Regions from separate parts of the Gossypium hirsutum genome. Here region 1 is linked to region 2. A link is a contact called in public Hi-C data. All regions are on one chromosome and are shown on one strand. The core of a region is the stretch at or near the end of the contact, and the rest is flanking DNA. Distances in the headings are between cores, read along the strand shown. Region 1 holds the start of LOC107962887 (ER membrane protein complex subunit 1). Region 2 holds the start of LOC107897104.

Region 1 (5,337 bases), core at 290-2,789, 300 kb before region 2:
TGGGAGGGGGAATCAGTTGAAATATAATACTTTCAAATTCAACTAACCTTTCTGCTTCAAAATCCTTCTTCCAAAGAACCTCACCATCTATACAAGATATAGCATGGAGACGGCCATTGCTAAAAACGACAAGTACATTATCCTTATCAAATTTCAAGTTTGTCTGCACAGTATAAACACAGTCAATCTTCATAGGTTTTTAGGATCATAGAATGAATAATATAATTTCAATCAACAAATTAAACAAAGGGTGGAAAAATGGCAGGACGTCAAGTTCTAATGGACAATAAAAGTTACAAACACAAGATATGTTCAGCAAAGCATCCTTCTGTACATAAACTAGCCTTGTTTTATTGGATATTGTAGAGATAATTAAGAATCTTTTAGATGAAAATTCAGCAAGAATAATCTTGATTGTATGAAGGAGCATCTAATATAGAATGGCTTGGTACAAAATTTCAGTGACCATGTTCGACTAAAAACAGACTGTCGAAGAATAGTAACAAAATAGATGTTAACTGGAAGAATCTGACTAAAGAAAATTCTAATACTAACCGGCACTAATAAGAATGATTTTGAGTGCTTTGGACCCTGAAGTGAAGATTCCCACACCATCTGCCCATCAGGAAGGTTCCATGATCTTAGAATACTTCCTCCCGATGAAAGGGTAATGACATCTGCAAGAATGAAATTTATTCAAAACTTAATCAGCTAAACAAGCACTGAAGTCAGACCTTTCCTCGGTGAATCCAGAAACAGAAACCAACACTTAAAAACAAGTTGAAAAATGAACGAAACAATAAATACAAATAAGATAACAACAAAAACAAATTCAAATATAAAAAGGCCACTTAAGATTCTTCTCTGAACAAAATATGGATATGCAAACACTTACATTTGCCAAGACCGATATCAATTCCATCGATAACATCATCAGCCCCAAGCAAATGTCTCCAAACTACATAAAACAAACAAACCATCATCCCAAAAAGAATTATAAGCTAAATAAACTTCAACCATCAGTAATCGAATTGGATTTGACTTACAAATCTCGCCGTGGCGGAGATCAAGTGAAGCAATAACATTCTCTTCGGTGGAAACTACGACTCGTTTTCGACCAGCTCTTTGAGAGGAGAACACTGCTTGCTTCACTTTGCCGATGTATTGTTGATGCCTAAGATTAAACAATTTAATTAAAAACAAAAATTAGATATACATATAAAGAATCGAAGTTAAATTTGAATCGAATTCAACGAAGTAAAGTTTGAATTAGAACTTACCAATCCATGAGGCCTACTTGATCTTCATAAAGAGAAAAGACCGGACTTAGAGAAGAGGAGAAGAATAAAATAAAGAGAAAAAAAGACCTAATCGCCATAGCTAATTGCTATGAGGATTGAAGAAAAAAAAAAGCGGTATCCGTCTCTCTAGAGAGTGAAAGAGAAACAGATCTGAGAAAGTCGAAAGGGGGAGGAGTTTGCAAGGTCTAACTATGGCTTCTCTACTTCCGTTTTAGTTACATATAGCCGGCTTTTTTTTTATAAGGTTTAATTCCTTTTCTTTTAACCCCTCTATTTTACAAAAATTGATAATTTAATCCTCTAATTAACTTTATTAAATTTGGACTTAATATATAATTGGTTAGCTATTGGACACTTTTTTTCATCCAATAAGAAATAATATTAATTTTTTAATGTGAAGAGTATTAAAATTTTAATGGTACCAAAATTACAACTCACATTGCGGTTCATATTTAATTCATAAAAATTTAAAAATATATTTAAAAAATTCAATAGAACTTTTAAAAAGAAGGTTTAATATAATATTTGGTACCTAAACTTGACACTTTTTTTTAATTTGATACTTAAACTTGACACTTTTTCTTAAGTTGGTATTTACACTTTTTGAGGCCCAATTTGGTACTGAACTTGACCTTTTTTCCTAATTTAGTTCCTAATCTTTTTTTTTGTTCGATTCGGCACTTGTCAAACATTTTTCAAATTACTCCAATATAATAACAATATTAATTTTTTATGAGTAGCAAAAATAATAAATGTATGACCAACATGTGACAAATTATATGATATTTTTTATATTTTATATGTTTAAATATTTTTAGTTTTATATAATTAATTATTTTATTAATTGAAAATAATGAATTTGTTTTAATTTGAGGTTTTAAAAAATCTCTTTTTTATTTAATATTAATTCAATAAACATACTTCAATACCTATTTTTTTAACATGAGTTTCCTCGACAATATTTTTGTAGCATAGCAAACAAATATATATATAGTTAGTGTTTTGCATAATTTATATAATATTTAATAAAATTAAGTACCAAATTGAACCTAAAAAAAGCTTAGGTAACAAACTAGGAGAAAGTGTCAAGTTCAAGCATCAAATTGGACTAAAAAAAAGTTTAGGTACCAAATTAGAAAAAAATGTCAAGTTCAGATACCAAATGTTATATTAAGCCTAAAAGAATTATTCAATGAAATACGATTAGAATGCTAAAAGGGTTGCAACTAGACCTATTCATGGGTTGGGTTACTCACCCAGGCTTGAAATTTGAGAGGATTTGAGTAAAAATATTAGGTCCAAAAAATGAGCTTGGGCAAAAAAATAGGTCTGTTTAAAATATGGGCTAGGTTCAGACTTGAACATTTAAGGCCCAAACCCAATCCGAATCGTTTTTAAGTTTATAATACTTTATATTGTGTAGCTTAAAACACATTAAAAAAATATATACTAAATATATAATACTACTCTAATTTAAACATTAAAATAATGTTAAGATGACTATATAAAAAATTTCAATAAATAAAAAATATATAAAATTATTAAATATTAAAATAATATAATATAAATATATATTTCAAAATTTTTTAAAAATAATATGGGTGAGCCTAAAATGGCTTGAATTAATCTTTTGTAAATATGGGCAAGTTTGGCAAAATTTTAAACTCATATTCTGGGCCAGCCTAACTTGAACAAGTATAAAAAATGTTAATATTATATTTAGACTTAACTCGACCATGAGTACCTCTAGCTACAACATTTATGCCATTAAATTTTTAATAGTTCAATCAACTATTTCCTTTCAAAAATAAAAAACAAATTGACTAAAATTTTAAGGTTAAAAAATACGAAAGTAATAAAAAATTTAAGACTAAAATGACAAAATAAATACATATTAAAGATTAAAATTATCATTATATTTTTAATAATACAGTAATGAAGACTAATGATGGATTTTTTAGTTGGACCTCACCGGCTATAATATTTGTAAGCAAAAAAGGGTTATGGTGGGTGTTAAAGAGTTTGTATTTCGATACAGTTTTTAATATTTAAGTCAAGAGGTAAAATGCAAGAATAGAATAAAGCTGTGGTGAAAGGGTGGATTGTGTGTTATATGAAATAGCTAAGGCTATGAATAATGATGCTTTTGGAAGGTTGCACATTTGTCTAATTTGTTTATTAACAGTTTTAGATATTCAATTTTTATGCCAATAATGTGTTAGTTATATTAAATGACCTATTCTTATATAACAGACTAGTCTCGCTAATTGCTTAGGCCTGTAATTTATCACTCTGATTTGGTATCATTATATTTTTAATAAAATGATTCCAATTATTCGCGTGCTTAATTTTGCAAAGTAAGCCAAATAGATAAAAATAAAAAAATAAAAAAAATACTGCTATTTATGAAATCTGGCTGTCAAGTAGGTCTAGGTCGGTATGTTTGAGTGGCTAAGGAGAGAGGCACGAAACGTACGGGGGTATATGCTTGCGCAGGTTCTCGAACCCTTGTGTTGATATTTTTTTAATTTTTTATATTTTTAAACAATCAAGTAAATAGAAAACGAAAACCGCAGTAAGAAGTCGATATGTCCGAGTGGTTAAGGAGACAGACTCGAAATCTGTTGGGCATTGCCTGCGCAGGTTCGAATCCTGCTGTCGACGCTTTTTCTTTTATTTTTCTGAACAAATTCCTCAGATGAGGAACCGATGTCTGAGCTTTAGTGAAAGTGGAGAAGTCGTTGACAAATTCAAAGAAAGTACAGAGTTTTAGAGCCCTACCTTGGCTTCTCCAATGGTTTTCAGTGAGCTCATGTAGTGTGTGTAGCGACGTAAAAATTTTGGTTTAGGGTCGTTAATTGTGGCGATCTAGTGAAAAAGTTTGAAAACTGAAGTTTGATTTTAAAATAAAGAGGGAGTCGCCACCGATCCATTTCCTAGGTGTGATCGGACACCTATTAGATTCATTTTTAAAACAAAAGGAAGGCTGAATTTAGGTCTACGTTAAAAGTCAGAGGAAAATTAGGGTTCGGGAGTCGGTTACGCGCGAGGAAGGTATTAGCACCCTCGCGACGCCCAAAAATTGGTATCTCATAAACACATGTTGTCTTAATTTTCAAAAATACGAATTCAATGTAAAGTTTAGTTGTGATCCGAAAAAACGAGAAATTTTAGTTTATTCCGGTTTTTGAGAAGGGTATATCGCTTTAACACGAGTCAATTGACGTTCACCCAACGTAGCGATGAACTCGATGACTTAATGTTAAATCGATATGTTGCCTTGATTATTGAAATTAATTAGCAAAACAAGAATACGATTTTCGAAATAATGCAAAGTAAAATGATATGAAATAAAAATCAATAAATGAAAGAGCTAGGGATATATTGAAACAAATAATCGAGGTGACAATAATATTAGAAAAGATGAAGGTATAATGTAATAATAGAATTGGACACGAAATTAAAATAATGAATGTACACACATAATAATAATATTAAGAATGCGTGTGTAAGATGAAATATATATTTAGCGATATTAAAAATCCATACAACATACATAGAACATATATAGTATATGCATACCTTAGAAATGATGAGAATAATAATAAAACTATTTTGTACACTACACAAATACATACACACATATATATATAGATATATAAACAATAGTATTAGGAATATACAATATAATATTAGAAACATGTATATAATAGTGTAAAAGAAAAATATGACAAATAAGATTAAAATATATATAATAATATATAAAATATAGTGTTAAAATCTTATATACATAACGTATGTGCAAAACACATAAGATTAAAACATTTATATAATACATACATATACAACGAAAATACATATATAAAATAACATGAGAAATATACGTAGGAATTTAGTATACAAAACTAACAATTAAATAAAATCATATACATACACGAAATAATGCGTATAAAAAATATAACCAACAATATAAGAATATGTACATGAAATGGTATAAGTATATATTATTAACATTAAAATACCTACGTAATATATA
Region 2 (5,614 bases), core at 541-3,040:
TCTAACTCATAAAATTCATTATAAAACATAAATTTTGAGCTCTATTCAACTTAATCCCTATTTAAACCTAACTTAGAATTCTTTTAATAAATCACTCAATTTTCACTTCTAACTTTAATTCCTATCAATTTAACCCATAAAACCTCAATTTATTCAACTAAATCAATATCTAAAAATTTTCTATTTTTCTTCATTTTAACCTCATACATGTAGAACTTTGAATTAGGCATCCATAAACATAAAAATCATAAGAAAATGAGCTAAAACAACTTACCAATCAAGCTTTAGGGCCTTAATCCTCAAATTTCTCTTTTCTATTTCTTTCTTTCTTTCTTTCTTTCTTTCTTTCTTTTTTTCTTTCTCACGTTTGCTCTCTGTAACTCTTTTTATGTTTCTTTGCTCATTATTCTTTATTCATTATACTATATTATATTATATTATTATTAACCTATAATAAATATAAAATTAACATGTGTAATAGCTATAACATAAAATATCTTATAGCTATTACACATATATACCAACTATTACACATGTTATATCATACATTCACACACATGGCACTTAGGGTCTAATTGCTAGATTAGTCCCTTTTACTTCTTTAATCTATAATTAAACTTTTATTCCTTATGCAATTTAATCCTTTAAACTAAATTCAAGCTACTTCACTTAATTAAACACTAAATAACCATTCAACTATAATTCATAAATATTTCTAATAAATATTCATGAATAAATTTCACGGAAACAGTACTCAAGACTCAATTTCCGATACCGTAACTTTCGGTTCATTACAAACATCATAAAAATAAAAAAAAATAAAATTATTAAAAAATTTAAAGTATGTGAATTTAATTGCCCAAATTAAAATTTAACTATAAGAAAGTAATCTAAATTTATTTAAAGTCTACCAAATTGTTTTAAAAAATTTATATCCAATCTAATTAAATAAAATTATTTGATTAAATTAAAAAATTAAACATATTAAATTTAAATCTTACTATAATATAATTAATTTGATGGAGCATATAAAATTAAAACTATATATATTTAAAAAAATTTCAAAAAAAACTTCAATTATTAATTAATTTATTTAGATTCTAAAGTTATTATTTTAGAAAAATTTTAAATTTTTTTATATATTATTTATTTTTCTTAAAAAAATAAAATTTTTGAAATTTTTATAAATATTTGAAAATTTTAAAAAAAAATAATTTTTTTATATTTTTTGTGAGAGAGTTATCTTGCTTATTTTTAAAATTGATAAAGATCAAAGGGATATTTACACAAATATATTATTCGAATTATTTAAATTACAAAATTTGATTCACCTCTAACTCGAAACTTAAATTACCTTTATTGGTAGGGATAAATTTTAAAATTATACATGAATTTTGATTTAATGTGCAATTGTATACATGAGCTTTAATTTGGTGTAATTATATAGGTGAAACTCTAATTGTGGTTTAAATGTATACTTCAAATTTAATTTTAATTTAATCATATACATTTAAATAAATAAATATATCAATTTATTTTTATATTAGATAAATATAATTATTTATATATGTAATATATAAACAAATGATGTTATATCAATAATTTTATTAATAATTTATAAAAATCAAATCAAATTAAAATTTCATGAATAAAATTATATAAAATCAGAATTAATGTATATAATTATACATTAAACTATAATTAATGTATAGTTTTAAAATTTATCAAATTTATAGATTATTTGATAGAGTTTTTATTTTTTTTTCTCTTCCCAGAAAGTTATGCTCACGTTTGCTGACGCCTCTAAACCCCACAAGAGTGCTAAAAGGTTTTCCTCTCGCTCCAAATTAAAAAGCAGAAAGTCAATCTCGGGCTTGTCTGTCCCTTTCCTTACTTCTTTATTCAATCCCCAAATTGAAATTAGGTCATTATTTCCCCTTCAAGGCGTTGGCAGCCGGTGTTCTCCCCTCTTATCTTCACCGTAGACAAATCCAAGGAGTAGGTACTACTTAATTTACCACCTCATTTTCATCGCAGTCCATACATTTCTTGTTTTGATCTTGCAGAATTTCTTCTTTAATTACTTGAGGAAACTTCGTTTCATAGGGTTTCGTTTTGATAATTTATATATCCATGGTTTGATCTTTTTTTGTTCAATGATCTAAATCTGATCTGAGTTAAAAGTTCCTCAGGTCTGTGCTAAATGAGTGAAAACCAGGACATCCCTTGCCCAATTGGGGTTGTTTCGGACTCTGAGAGTGATCCACCTGAAAATGAACCGGATGATACCCAGACGCATATGTCGATGTCGACTGGAAGCAAGAAAAGAAGCTGGGAAATCGATAATTAAGTGGAAGCTAAAGGAAAAGCCCCCCAGAAATGGATATCGGGAAAAGAAGCTTCAACCTCCCAGCAACAGCCAAAACCGAAAAGTGAAAAGAACTGTGGGGAAGCTGTGCAAAACAGATTGAAAAAATTTCCACCATCAAGTTGACAGACGAAGAAAGACGGTAAATGGTCCTAATTGAACTATTGAAAAATTTCCACCATCAAGTTGACAGACGAAGAAAGACGGTAACTGGTCCTAATTGAACTAAGTATTTCATATTAGATTCACATTAAAAACTAAGAAGTTCATGTTAGATTCACTTTTTTATTATCTTTTATGCATACATTTTGAACATAAAAAGATCAAATGTCATCTGGTAAGTTTTGGACTATTTTCTAAACAGACAATACACAACAATACATCAGAACTGTACAGTTTGGAAATCCTTGCATCAGCAATATCTTTATATCTTGTTTTTTAACGAGAGATTTGGAATTTCTGACATGGATAAAATCGAAATCCTTTCCTGTCTCATTACAAATTCCTGCCTCCTTCAAGCAAATCAAAACGCAGTGGCTAATGCATCCTGATCTCCAAAGCATTCTCCAAAAGATCCAGTACATCAAGGCCAAATTCAAAGATCATCTTTTAAAAGAAGATGATGCGAATGAGGAATTGGATACAGTAGAAGATGAGTTAAATAAATTAGATCAACAACGATCAAAGGTACACCAATGATTACAAATTTAATTACTAGGTTTGCTTTCATGATCTAAATCTCCAATTTAACTTTCTAAATTGATTTTTCAGGAACAAAAAAGGGACCTTGATGCAGTCTTCTCTAACACTAAGGTATGCACATTTCTTATCATTGGCATTAACTAGCATAGTATTATTATTTCTTAAATAAGATAAACTTTTCTCGATTGTAAATCACTCATGCACAGACCTGTTTTTTCAAAGGTTTTTTAATGTGTTTAGAGGAATCTTGAATGGTTATATTAAATATATGTATCCGAATGTGTCTGTACATGGACACTTCAAGCAAAAATGAAGAGTCTGAACAACCTAGATTTTCAGTATCAGACCTCCTAATGTGTAGGACTCTCCCTGCTTCTCTTGTCCTGCATGGACTTTGCATTGAAAACTATACATATTGTTGAATCTAAGCATTATATACATTCTTTTGCATGTATATATATGTTTGAAGCTACAAACTTGAATATGCATATCTTGATCTCTCTCTTTTTTTTTTTTGTAGTATATCATGTCTCAATGTATCAAATTCGTTCTTAGACTTACCCTTGTAAAGTTTACGTCTCTCCTTCCCAATCTTTTATTTATATTTCTCTTAAATTTCATCAGGACACCAACATGGGGACTGGGACTCTAATAAAAGAGGGTATGATATATGCATACACATATATTGCATTGGGAATCAGCTGTTTTAAGAAGCATTTGGAAACTTGGATTTCAAAAGTAGATACATATATTTATTAATGGGTGTTAGTAAGGAATTTGAAATTCATGTTTTTTTAATTAATAAAATTCAAATACATAATCGCATTAGATCTCAATGTTATGGAAGAAAATGTTGCTGGAAACTCTGATGTTATTCTGTTATTTTCTTATGCCTATTAGCCGTTGTTGAGAAGCACCGTTTTGGTTCTATGAACCATTAATGAAACGGAGCGTTTTGCTGAAGCCTTCTCATTAGTGAAACAGTGCGAAATGGAGAGGGATTACATCTGTCGAGTAACAGCCACAGTAACCACCTCTCCTAACTGTTGCCGAGTTTCCCATTTAGGGAGAATGGCTGGGGAAAAACGGTTATGCAGTTTTTGAATCGAAGAATTCTATTGTTTTCTTCTCTCGATCTTCTTCTTCCCCTCTCTTTCTCTGCTATTCTCTCTGGTTCTTGTGTGCACTCATAACACTCAACTGATTTATATATAATTATAGACACATCATTTTCTGTAATTTATATGATAGATGAAATCAAAATCAAAATTTTGAAATTTCAATATGGCTACTACAAAATTATGACTTGTATTCTATGTTTGTTGGTTTAGTTTTGTTCAGCATATCCATGGCTTTTTTCTAAAAATAACATTATTTTCTAAAAATAACATTACTTAGTATAGGTTTATTTTTTTAATATGTTTTAAATTACATGATATATAAAAATAACATAAACTTAAAATGGGCTGAGCTGGGTCGGGTCGTGCATTAAATGTTCAAACTCGAGCTTAACTCATAATTTAAACGGGTTTAATCTTTTTGTTAAAGCCTATTTTTCGGATCTATTATTTTTTTCAAACCCTTTCAAAATTTGGATAGGCTTTCGAATTTATACGAGTAACTCAAACTATGAACAAGTTTATTTTAACATGTGATGTATGTGTTCAAAGGCAAATTTTGTTAGTTTGAACATGCAAATTCAATTCATGATTATGATATTATAACTCAGCTAGGCTTAATGTAAGAGGATTAGTTAGACTTTTTTTTTTTATGCATGAGCGATAGACTCAAAAGAATCAGTATCGCAAAGTCGAAGCTAAGTTGAAATTAAACATTTATTTAGGGCCAGTTTAATATAATCTTTGAAAAGTATTTTTAAAAAGTGTCGCGGAAAATTGTTTTTGAAAATTTTGGTGTAAAATTTAGTGTTTGGAATTGTTATAAAAAATACTTTTAAAAAATAAAATATTCATTTTAAACATGATATTATCAAGTAATAAATATGAGTTTAAATAATGTTCAAATTAATTTATTGTTAATATTTTAATATATGAAATATAAATTTTAAATATTTTTTAAGTAACAAATATTAATTATTTATAAAATTTAATTAGAATATATAAACTATATTTTAAATAATTAAATATAATCCTTAAATATTTGTAATTAGATATTAACACATTTGTAATTAAGCACTAAAAACAAAAAGAAAAAAGAAGGGAAAGTATCTTGTTGTTAGAAGGGTGAAAAAGTAATTAAGCACCAAAAGTACTTTTAATAGGGGAAAAACTAAAAATTTTTAATTTTTTCTTTTCAAAAGCCAAAATTTTCAACAGAAAAAAAAAACTTGTTTAGCACAACTTTTATTCTAAAATTGTTTTTTTTTAAGAATACTAAACAAGTTCTTACAAGATTTTGTTTCAACTTACCAGGTTTTGTTTCAAAGAATTTTCAAATAAAAAAATATTGTGATTGGAGGACCATCACCCAAGCGGAGAATGTTGATGCTTTTCAAGTTTGAGGGTGATTTAGACATTTTCTATT

The links. A called contact is a pair of places that touch in the nucleus more often than the background predicts.
Region 1: a contact with region 2 is called in a Hi-C map of hypocotyl, with 4 times the contacts expected there. The contact joins the promoter of LOC107962887 here to the promoter of LOC107897104 in region 2. A contact is called at or near these places in 8 of 34 Hi-C or Micro-C datasets (fibers, hypocotyl, leaf and 1 more).

Annotation. Positions count from the first base shown.
Region 1 is chrA06:33,948,007-33,953,343 of Gossypium_hirsutum_v2.1, reverse strand. It overlaps LOC107962887 (ER membrane protein complex subunit 1), which reads right to left and starts at 1,539. Exons shown (of 12, transcript XM_041115813.1): 1 at 1,281-1,539; 2 at 1,047-1,174; 3 at 896-958; 4 at 556-677; 5 at 48-163. The coding sequence starts at 1,378. It overlaps TRNAS-CGA (transfer RNA serine (anticodon CGA)), which reads left to right and starts at 3,884; the gene lies at 3,884-3,965.
Region 2 is chrA06:33,645,292-33,650,905 of Gossypium_hirsutum_v2.1, reverse strand. LOC107897104 reads left to right here and starts at 1,790. Exons shown (of 5, transcript XR_005928419.1): 1 at 1,790-1,998; 2 at 2,193-2,510; 3 at 2,888-3,055; 4 at 3,140-3,181; 5 at 3,695-4,353.